Linked DNA regions of Mus musculus: regions 1 and 3 are each linked to region 2. A link is a contact called in public HiCAR-type and promoter capture Hi-C data. All regions are on one chromosome and are shown on one strand. Each heading gives the region's core, a stretch centred on a gene start, on an enhancer-like site or on the middle of the called end of the contact. The rest is flanking DNA. Distances are from core to core; before and after follow the strand shown. Region 1 holds the start of Rbbp7 (retinoblastoma binding protein 7, chromatin remodeling factor). Region 2 holds the start of Siah1b (siah E3 ubiquitin protein ligase 1B). Region 3 overlaps Ctps2 (cytidine 5'-triphosphate synthase 2).

Region 1 (3,472 bases), core at 581-3,080, 1.3 Mb after region 2:
CCCCTTTCCTCACTGGTAAATCTCTGAATCGCAACAGTAGTTCTGTTATGAGGCTTAAACTCTTCAGATGTGTCAGGTTCTATTATTCTAAGTGCTCCATAAATATCAGTAATTATGCCAAATCTTACAAATATTCAAGAAAATCACTTAATGCATCAAGCCATAATAGCTTTTAATTTGTTATGTATGTAATCTTTCCTATTAAGTTTGAAAATAATGTATTGATCTAGAGTCCAGAGATGTTGGTCATGGAATGGCAAAATAGTCATCGTTTCCTATACACAGTATTACACAATATTCTCTCCTCTCAACACACCTCTACGATAGAAACCATCTTAAGTTTTGAACAACCACTTGCCGCCTCACCCTCGGCCTAACCAATTAGGTATTTATGTTCTGTGTGTAAAATAACATTAACAATACCTAGAAATTTAACATGGTACTTAAATCTACACAAAATAGAAGTTGGCAGAAACCCTTACTTAGTCACTTCAGGAAGCCACTGAACGGTAAGACTGGGCCACTGAAGAGCATGGGTCATAACCAGGTCATACAGAAACGGTGTATTCTTCTTCCAGATTTTATACTCTTCGTTGATGACACGCTCCTCCACAGTATCTTCAAACACTGAAATTTGGAGAAAGCCCACAATTAAGTGGCTGAGAAGGCTCGGAGTCAAAGGCATGGCTACGGATCCTGGAGGTCACCTCGAGACGGCCACACCTTATCTATTCTTTCCTTTTACCTATCCTGCTCACACGAACTGCTCTCCCACAAAGTGAGAAGATCAACATCAGGAAGCGTTTTCGCCTCCACTTCCAAGATCGGGATTCCGGCGCTTACCCGAATTGGGTCATTAATTGCCCTACCACCGAGCTCGTCAGCCTTTTTATAGCCGCTCGCACCTGTTCTACGATGATCCGCATTGTAAACCGGTGCCCCGACCCACTCGAATAGATCCAATCCACGTGGAACAGCAGCAGCCCACAGGCCTGCTCCCTCCACCCCCCACCCTCGCAGGAGGCCCCAGCTCCCCACCAAGCCACGATCGGCAGCCATAGTCCGGCGGGATCCAGCTCCTCCCCCCCCTCCCGACACGGACACGGGCCGCGACCCCAGACGGACGACGACCACGCGCACGGAAGAATCCGCGCCCGCCGCTGACTTCTCGGGCCGCGAGCGCCTGCGCCCCCGAGCCAAGGGCGTCGGAGGGAGCTAGGCCGCGGGGTGGGGGTGGGGGTGGGGGAAGGGGGGCCTCTCTCTCGGCCCCCGCGCCCGGCTCCGGAAATGCTCCCGGCCCTCGGCGGCGACCAGGCCCCGTGTCGCGCAGGCCCCCTTGCAGGCGCGCGGCGAGTCTCGCGCCCAGCCCCGCCCCCTGCTCCTCACGCCAATTCGCGCCTTTCGTCAGCGCGTGCCGAGGCCTCGGGAGCCCGCCAGCCCCCCGGAGTCCCGGCGCCCGCACGCCCGCCCGCCCCACAGGGCAGGCATCCTTACTCTCTTTACTCGCCATCTTGCGTCGGGTCGTTTCGCCCCCCTTGGCCGCCTCGGACTTCTCTCTCGCTAGTCAAGAGCAGCCCGGCAGGCGCTCCTTGCCTCTCCCAGGCACGTCACGCAGTCCTCGCTCGGAAAAGCCTGAGTTCGGTCTGGCCGTCTGGGTTCTCCCCCCAGACGCCGCGATCTCCTCTTCTGCCTCCTCCCCGCTGGCGGGTAGCGAGGTCTGAGCCGCTCTCCTCTCTCTCCCTCTCGCCAAACTTGGAACGAGACTTTTCAACCCGCGCCTCTCAGCCCGCCCAGGCAGCTGAGCGCAGGCGCAGCCGCCCTGGGAAATTGGAGAGGCGGAGAAGAGGCGGGCCTGGGAGCCAACGGCTCGGCGGCTTGGACCAATAGCGTGCGACGGGAGGGTCTGACGCGCTCTCCGGGGGTGGGCTTCTCGAGAGTGGGTGGGGCGTTCCGCGGCAGGAAGTCGGCGAGGCGCAGGCGCGAGGCGTCACTCCCCAGGCTGGCCGCGGGGGCGGCTGGGCCCGCGCGGGGGTGGGGCGGATGCGAGCGCGGTGTGCAGGCTGCGCGGGGGCTGCGAGCCCCAGGGCCAAGAAGCCTGGGGCCCGCGGGGCGTGGTTGCTTAAAGCAGCAGCCGCGGCGGCGGCGGCGGCGGCGGGGGTGTGCGAGGGGGGCAGGGAAGCTGCAGCCGCCTTAGCAAAGCAAAATCTCAGAGCCAGTGAGGAAAATGGTTTCCTGGTCTCGAGAGATTACACTGCCCGCAAAGTCTCCCAGATAATCACGGCCACGCAGTTTTCTGCACCCCTCAAAGGCTCCCCCATTCAACTGTATCGAGGGCCCAGTCGAGCTCTGGTGACATTTGTCATAAGCGAAAGGGACCTTTAGGAGAGACCTTGGGCGGGTTTTTCTTTTTTCTCCCAGAAGCTGGGCAGACCTTTATTTAAGGCCTGCGATGGCGCAGGCCTTCAATCCGCCCCTCGTCGAAAGTTGACTTAAATGACTTTTTGTATGTTCACCTTTGTGCGTCCTTAACCTACTGGTTCTTTAGCTTCCTGCTGCTGCAGGGGATTTTGTGCCTGCCACTGCTTCCCTATCTCAGTTCCTGCCTAGGCCCCTGCTGAGTCATTCTTGTCACCTGAAGGGGTCCCATTTTGACCCTGCAGCTGGCTGCTGAACTGGAGAGAGCTGGGCTGGGCTAATCTAGGCCTGCATACCTGAGCTCTGCATTTCTCTGAAGCTTTTTAGCCTTGGGGGGGGGGGTGAAGAGAAAGCCACATGATCCCAGGGAGAAAAAGAGGGCCAGAGCAGAGGGGCCCAGGCGCCTACGCTTAAAGGGAACCACAGTCTACATCTAAACTCAGAGGCTCTCCTTGCAGAAACACCCCCGGAACATTTGTTCCCTTGATAGCTTTCCAAGTGCCTTCATGCTTAAACGCAACCATGCAGAGGCCTCGAGGATGCTCTCTTTTCTGATCGAGAAACCAACTCAGACGTTACTCTAGTATGTGACAGAAACAGTCACGTTCCCTTATATAGAAATTTACTGTCTTGGGTCTCTTGTTTTCCCATGTGGTACAATTCATTATTATAACGCCCTCCCTCCATGTCAGCTCCAAGAATCTTGCTGGTGACTAACGCTGAAGAGGTGGCTGGAGGCGGGAGGGGGGCGGTTAGAAGAGTGGAGTAGCATGGGTCCTCCGAGTTCTAGAACACTGGTGGTCAAACTTTTTTTTTTTGACAGGGGTCAGGCAGCCTTCGGTGTTGTAACACAACAGCCATAGAAAATATGGATAAGCCTGGCCATCTTCCAGCAAAACTATAGACACTGAAATCTGAACTCTGTGTACTTTTCACAGGTCACAAAATATTCTCTCTCTGTGTTTTTTTTTTCAATCACTTGGAAATGAAAAAAATCATGCTTTGCTTCAGGGCCATGCAAAAGCCCCTTGGTGGGCGAGATTTAAAGGACTGGAGC
Region 2 (3,457 bases), core at 417-2,916:
GGCTCACAACCACCCGTAACATAAATCTTAAAAAAAATATTTAGAGTTATAAAAAAAAAACTGGAGGTGGGGGCAGACACCTGTAGTTCTAGCACTTGGACTGCAGAGGCAGGTGAATAGCTGAATTTGAAGCCTGGCTACACAGAGAAACCCTGTCTCAAAACACACACACACACACACACACACACCAAAAACCTGTTCTTTACTCTGTGCTCGTCTAAGGTCAGGATTGTTACCCTGTGCATACACACACTGTCTTCAAGCCACACAAGGGTGGAAAGTGGAGGAGAGGGAAACTCATATTTTAAAGTGATCACAAAATCGTGACTGCTGACACATGGAACTAATCTTTGTGTGATGGAGGGGAAACTTGTAACCCTCCACACAAATGAAAAGGCGATATTGTCAGTGAATATTTGTTGAGAATTTGATTGTGTGAGGGCTGTAGTAACTACTATGGAAATGGCCAGTGGTTTCATGCTCCCAGCTACTCCTGCCGATTGGATCAACACACCAGCTCTTACCAAGCACTGGTTCCACCTATCCAGTCTCTTATCACATCTTTTTTTATTTATTTATCTTGTCCTTGAAGCAAAGAACTTCAAGATTCTTTCAGGCTTCTTGTACTTTCAGAATATAGTCACAGATTTTGAATGTAGGAACAAAGAGCGAATGGAACGGTTTTTTTCCTCCCTGTGTGCCCATTCAGAGTTTTTTGGGTTAGCATTGTCTCTGTGGGAGCCAAATTATAAGAGTAATGTCGGAGTATGGGGTAGGGGTGGAGGGCTTCAAAGCAGAGATGAAAGTGTGGTGCAGTCTAGAGAGCTTCATAGTATGAGGGAGAGCTGGTGCCTAGAAAAAGTCATAAGAACTAGAAGGGCAGTGTGCTTCCTCCACGTACCTGTCTAAAATTTAAAGCCTGCTGAGTGAGAGGCTGGAAGAAACACTGGGTTGGCTCCCCAGGTCTCATTAAAAGGGCACGAAAAAGCCGGGCATGGTGGCGCACACCTTTAATCCCAGCACTTGGGAGGCAGAGGCAGGCAGATTTCTGAGTTCGAGGCCCAGCCTGGTCTACAAAGTGAGTTCCAGGATAGCCAGGGCTACACAGAGAGACCCTGTCTCGAAAAACCAAAAAAAAAAAAAAAAAAAAAAAAAAGGCACGAAAAGGAATTGCGAGGTTTCAGTTCCACCACTGAACCCCACCACTGGGCAAGCAGTTTTGTTTCCCATCGGTTTCTGCTCATAAATTACCACTGGCAGAAACACGAAAAAATAAAAGTGTCATTACTTTACTTTTTATTTATTTATTTATTTAGCATCTAGAATTTGGACTGTTTTCAAGAGGGACTTTGGGGTATCCTTTTTCAAGAGAGACACTCGATCTGGCGAGAGAGGGGCGGCCAAGGTGAAGGCCACGGTAGGTGATTAGGGAACCTCTGAGGTGTCTTAGACTTAAAGCAGTAAAATATGCTTGCAGGGGAAAAGAGGTCTCTTTGAGAGGCGGGCTCATAGCTTGCTCTCAAGCCAAGCTCTGATAGGCCAATAAGAAAGTCTAACGAAAGAGGGGACGTGACGTGACGTGACCCAGCCAGGCTTCGGCACCATGGTAACGGCATCACCCATAAGAAGGAGCTAGTGGTACAGCCCGGAGGAAAAGGCGTGGTCTAAGCGACGGATGGAGGCGGGCTGGTGACATGGGCGGAGCGCGAAAATCGGCCTGTGGTCTTAGGCGCAAGGGTGATCGCATGCCGCTGTTCGAGATCAAAGGCCTGGGCAAGTCACTTGTGGCTGTTCTCAGGGTCTCCTCAGCGGTCTCCCTGTAGAGCTGCGGTCGAAAGCCGGAGCCGGAGCCGGAGCGAGCCAGAGCCGGATTGAGCCGGAACCGGAGCTACCGGAGGGCGGGACTTCCGGTTTCTGGGCCCAAGACAGAGGGCGGGTCAGGAGTCAAGGTCTCGCGAGGCTGCGGCGTGAGGTAAGGGGGCGTAAGCAAGCTCCTCATAGGCTGGCAGCCTCGTGCCGGGAGCCCGCGCGGAGGTTGAATTCGGTAAGGATGGGCGACTGTGTGTGACCGCGGCCGCGGGGTCGCAGGGCCTGTCTGTGGGGACAAGGACTACCCCTTTGGCCTTTACACGCACTGTCTTGAGGTACCTTGGTCCGGGGAGACCCGAAAGATGTAGGTCCGAGAGTATAACGGAGGGGCTACTCGAGCTTCCCCCAGGAACCGGCTTCCCAGGGCGCTCTCGTCAGTACAGGGTCACTAACTAACCCCTGGGGATTGGATCCGGTTTGGAGATGGGGCGACTGCATTTCTAGACACCGAGGCTGAAGACGCTGGAACTCATCCGGATTGGGGGGGGGGGGGACGGATAACGCCACCCTCCAGGGTGGGCATTGGTAGCACAGTAGTGTCGGGAACACAAGTCTGACCCGTCTCCACTTCTCAAGTTCTTAACATCTTTTTTTTTTTTTTCTTTTGTGCCCTACTCCAGATCGAGAGACCAGGAACTTCAAAATAGTGCCTGGGATCCGGATGACAGCAGGCATTAAGGGCTGGCTACTGGACTGAAGCTGCTGGAAACTTGTAAGTATAACTCCACCTCGTTTGTCTTTTCCTGAAAAAGCTTGAGAAATAATTTGAATGTGTACACCTTAGTTTGAATAATCTCTTCTGAAAACCACGGTTGCTTTTTCTCCTGCTTTCTGGACTGTAAGTCTGCCAATCTCCCCTTTGCTATCCAAAAGTTTGGTTGGCATGTGTGTGCCCGAAGAACTGTGAGCATGACTAGTATGCACAACAAAGCTTTTCTTTTTGAAACTTTAAGCATGCTGAAGTTATGCAGAAACGGAGAGAGAGTTGCAACCAGTGTCAACTATCTCAGAGTCTAGTGTGGCCTGTTTGAGGTCGTCTTTTTTTGATAAGGCAGGTCTCTATACTTCTGTTTATTTCTGTGGATCTCAACCTGTCCAGAGGTTAGATTTTTAACATTTTCAAGCAGTTCAGGGTTAATTCTAGCTGGATGGTGTGTAAGTGTGTGCCTTGCTGTGAACATGGAAAATGGAGTGAATTAGAAGATGGTTTTTCTCACATCCCTCTCTAGTCCTTTCCTGTAAGTTATGTCTGTTGAGGTCTCCTGCCGTAACATAGCTGTAGACATTTTGTTCCATGCCTGCCAGCTATTTCATATTGTTGCAGTAATATGGGTACCAGTCATTAACACAGAAAAATAACTTGACTCAAAGCAGGGTCATGCTGACCACATACCTTGTTATGTTCCGAGGTTATGACGTTTGTTAATCTTAAGAAATTCCACAACTATAAGCTTCACCAGTAGGACCTATCAAATTAAAGAACTGTTATGTGACTTCCAACATTGGCATATGAGCTCATTGTGGTTTTAGTTGTTTTAGCCTTTATAAGCTGGCCCTGAGAAATGTTTGGGGTCATAGTTCCCAAAGT
Region 3 (3,244 bases), core at 26-2,525, 1.1 Mb after region 2:
AGAATAACCTCGAAGTCCTGACTTTCTTGCTTCTAACTCCTGAAAGCTGAGATCTCAAGACATGTAGTACCCCCATGGCTGCTTTGGTTGCTGCTGGGGATCACGCCCAGAAACTCATGAATTCCTGGCAAGCACTCAACAAACTGAGCCACCACATTCCTAGCCCCTGACTACCGATCTTTTGAGTTTTGTTTTGTTTTTTTGAATTTATTTCTTGAGACAGAATCTCATTATTTATTTCTGACTAGCTTGGAACTTGCTATGTAGACCAGGCTGGTCTTAAACTCACAGAGCTCCAATACTACCTCTGCCTGCCAAGTGCTGGCATCCAAGGCATGTGCCACCATGCCCAGATGACCCCCGGTCTTACCAACAGGTCACAGATTGAAGTTTGGGGTAATCTGTGACAGGCTCACAGATGAATACAGTAAATGCTACCTGCTGACTATCCCAACAGCCCCACTAGAGCAATACCTTGTATGTGCTAGACAGCAGCCTAGGGACTTCCACATGGAATCCAGCTCGCTCTCAGAAGAACCCTATGAGGCCTTCTTCTTATTCAGTGATTCCAAGGCAGAAGCTGTAGCCACAAGTAAGTACGCGGCTCCAGTGCTGGAGATCTGAGGCACGAGGGGCTTTTGGAAAACAGTGAGTGTCTCAGAGCCACTACCCTAGTCAGGGGTCAGGAAAGAGCCAGTCTGATAAGAAGGGCATGACATCCTACCCTTTAAGGATGAAGGGGGTACTCATGAGCCTCCATATTCACAAGCACACTTCAGCAAAGGGTTTCCCAGCAAACAACAGCAAAAAGCTAGGACGAGAGCCCCCCAAATCCCTCACCTACCTTCCACGCCCAGTAATATGGACCCTGGCAGGGGCTATGGGAAGGCTGGCAGCAGTGTGGTACCCCTTAAGGACCCCACCGTTTTCCTCTTGAACAGGTCTCTGTATGGTTACAAAGTGCTGTGGTATAGACATAAGACTCCTTAGTAAATCACCTCATTAACCCAGGCAAGGGTATTTGTAGTTCTATTTGCTTGTTTGTTTTGAACTTCCTAATAATCTAATCGCATTAGAAAGAGGAGGCAGTTTCGCTGTATCAGGCTTAGACAAGAAAAAAAATAAAACAACAGTCACTTTTCTAGCCCCTAAAATTGTGTTCTCCCACATCCCCGTTTCTTTCAGTTCTCAGACTTAACCACTTCACAGGGCCAGGGCCAGGGCCAGGGCTTCTACCTCAACTCAGTATTCACTCAGTGTCCTCCTAATTGGCCTCCCAGCTCTGTTCTTTCAGGGACAAACCACACCTCCTTCTCTTACAACAAATAGAACCAACCACTCGAGTCAAGCTCTCCTCATTTGTTTGGTTGGTTGGTTAGTTGGTTAGTTTGTTTTGTTTTTTCAAGACAGGGTTTCTCTGTGTAGCCCTGCCTGTCCTGGAACTCACTCTGTAGACCAGGCTGACACAGAACTCAGAGATCCACCAGCTGACTTGAGTGCTGGACTTAAAGTTGTACAAGGCAAGCTCTTTTTCTTACTGAGAAAAAGCAGGCAAGATCCCTGAAAGGATTGAAGCTTTCTTTCTCTCTCTCTCTCTTTTAATACTGAGTATTATTTAACATATACATAAACATCTGTTAAGTGTGTGCATGGTATACATACATCTTCATATGGGTATATGCATGTGTGCATTTCACATGAGTGGAGGCCAGCAGTCCTTGTCTGGTGTCTTTCTCAATCACTCTCTACCTTACTTTTTGGGACAGGGTCTCTCACTGGCCCTAAAACTCACTGATTTGGATAGGCCGGGTGGCCATGAGCTCTGGGGATCTGCCTGTCTCCTCCCAGCCCCTCCCGTGCCCCACTGCTGGGGTGACAGATGTATACCACCTCACCTAACTTTCACATGACTCCTGGGGATCTGAACTTGGGCCTTCATGCTTACCCAGCAGTTACTTTAGTGATGGAACCATCTCCCTAGCCCCTGAAGTCTTCTCTTAAGATGTTACACTTGGGGACCAGAGATGACTCAGCAGTTAGGAGCACTGGCTGCTCTTCCAGAGGATCCCTGTTTGATTCCAAGTGGCCACACAGTGGCTCAAAACTGTCTGTAACTCCAGTTCCAGGGGACCAGATGCCCTTTTCAGACAACAGACAGAATACACACACACACACTCATACACAGAGTGAAGAAATGAAACGAAAAGAAAAAAGAAAAGCATCATTTTCACTTTAGCCACACACCTTAGGCTTGTCGCCTACATCCTAAATTCAGTTGTCCTGCTGGCAACAAAGGTATTAGACTGAGCAGTATTCAATCTTGTTAACTGGACAATCCAGACGCACGTCTGCTCCAGGAACTGACACTTAGTTTGAAAACCACACTCAACACAGACTAAGATTTGCTTCCCTTCCTGGGCGCCTTGATATATGTGTGAGACTTGACTATAACTAATTAAGACCTAAGGTCTGTGACACTATCAAACAAGTTGTCACCCATTCCCTACCTGAGCTCTGTCTGAACTTTGTGTCAATTCTCTGTGCTTTTAGCACGTCACCGTTTGTGTTCCGTGAAGACCCATAGGCAAAGCGTCAGCAGCATACCCACATCTCTCTCACCTCATCTGCCCCATCTCAAGCTGTACTGCCTTCTGAATTTGTCCTTCAACACACAACATTTTACTTTTATCTTTTTAATTCATTTATTGTGTGTGGGGTGGCATTCGTGTGCCACGGTGCACATGTGGAGATCAAAGGACAACTTACAGGAAGGAGTCTGTTCTTTCCTTCGACCCACCCCATAGCTTCTGGGGACTGAACTCAGGTCATCGGGCTTGGTGGCAAGTACTTTTACCTGCCGAGCCATCTCACCAGCCCAAAGGGATTGCCTTTCATACTGACCGACCCTGGGCTGTTTCTCACTGACTTCAATTAACTAACAATGCCATTCCAAGGACAAAAATCACATTAGCTAACTTCCGATATAAAATGTACTTTTATAATTGACGTATAACAGCATGCAATAAAGTACATAAACCTGAAAAGAGAGTTCTGGGTGACCCTGGTATCTGTACAATGTGTGCTTTGAGAATTATATTTTGGGGCCGGGAGTTGGCTTACCAAACAAAGTGCTTGCAGTACAAGTGTAAGAACCTATCTAAGTTTGCCTCCCCTGAACTCACAGAAAGCCGGTTGTGGTGGCACCCATCTATAATCCTATGAGGAGATGGGAGGTAGAGACAAG

What was found. Promoter capture Hi-C pulls out the DNA fragments that hold promoters and counts their contacts. HiCAR-type assays count read pairs that join an accessible place to other places.
Region 1: a contact with region 2 is called in a promoter capture Hi-C map of pre-B cells, with 14 times the contacts expected there. The contact joins the promoter of Rbbp7 here to the promoter of Siah1b in region 2. A contact is called at or near these places in 4 of 39 promoter capture datasets (frontonasal cranial neural crest, liver and pre-B cells), 2 of 115 datasets of contacts at active chromatin or transcription factors (double positive thymocytes and large pre-B cells) and 1 of 9 other capture datasets (liver).
Region 3: a contact with region 2 is called in a HiCAR-type map of astrocytes, with 5 times the contacts expected there. The contact joins the enhancer-like site here to the promoter of Siah1b in region 2. A contact is called at or near these places in 4 of 39 promoter capture datasets (cranial neural crest, liver and pre-B cells), 1 of 484 Hi-C or Micro-C datasets (cortical neurons) and 1 of 115 datasets of contacts at active chromatin or transcription factors (astrocytes).

What each region holds. Positions count from the first base shown.
Region 1 is chrX:162,758,730-162,762,201 of GRCm38.p6, reverse strand. It overlaps Rbbp7 (retinoblastoma binding protein 7, chromatin remodeling factor), which reads right to left and starts at 1,830. Exons shown (of 12, transcript NM_009031.3): 1 at 1,495-1,830; 2 at 483-627. The coding sequence starts at 1,510.
Region 2 is chrX:164,074,702-164,078,158 of GRCm38.p6, reverse strand. It overlaps Siah1b (siah E3 ubiquitin protein ligase 1B), which reads left to right and starts at 1,666. Exons shown (of 4, transcript NM_001308385.1): 1 at 1,666-1,972; 2 at 2,490-2,581.
Region 3 is chrX:162,988,457-162,991,700 of GRCm38.p6, reverse strand. The region is part of intron 14 of Ctps2 (cytidine 5'-triphosphate synthase 2); the gene reads right to left. Among named protein-coding and RNA genes, the nearest start is that of S100g, 25 kb to the right of the region's middle. Within about 2 kb of position 1,275, at least 39 of the 459 cell types and tissues checked have an H3K27ac peak or open chromatin away from gene starts, as enhancers often do. A contact at or near this core is called in astrocytes, where this site is marked.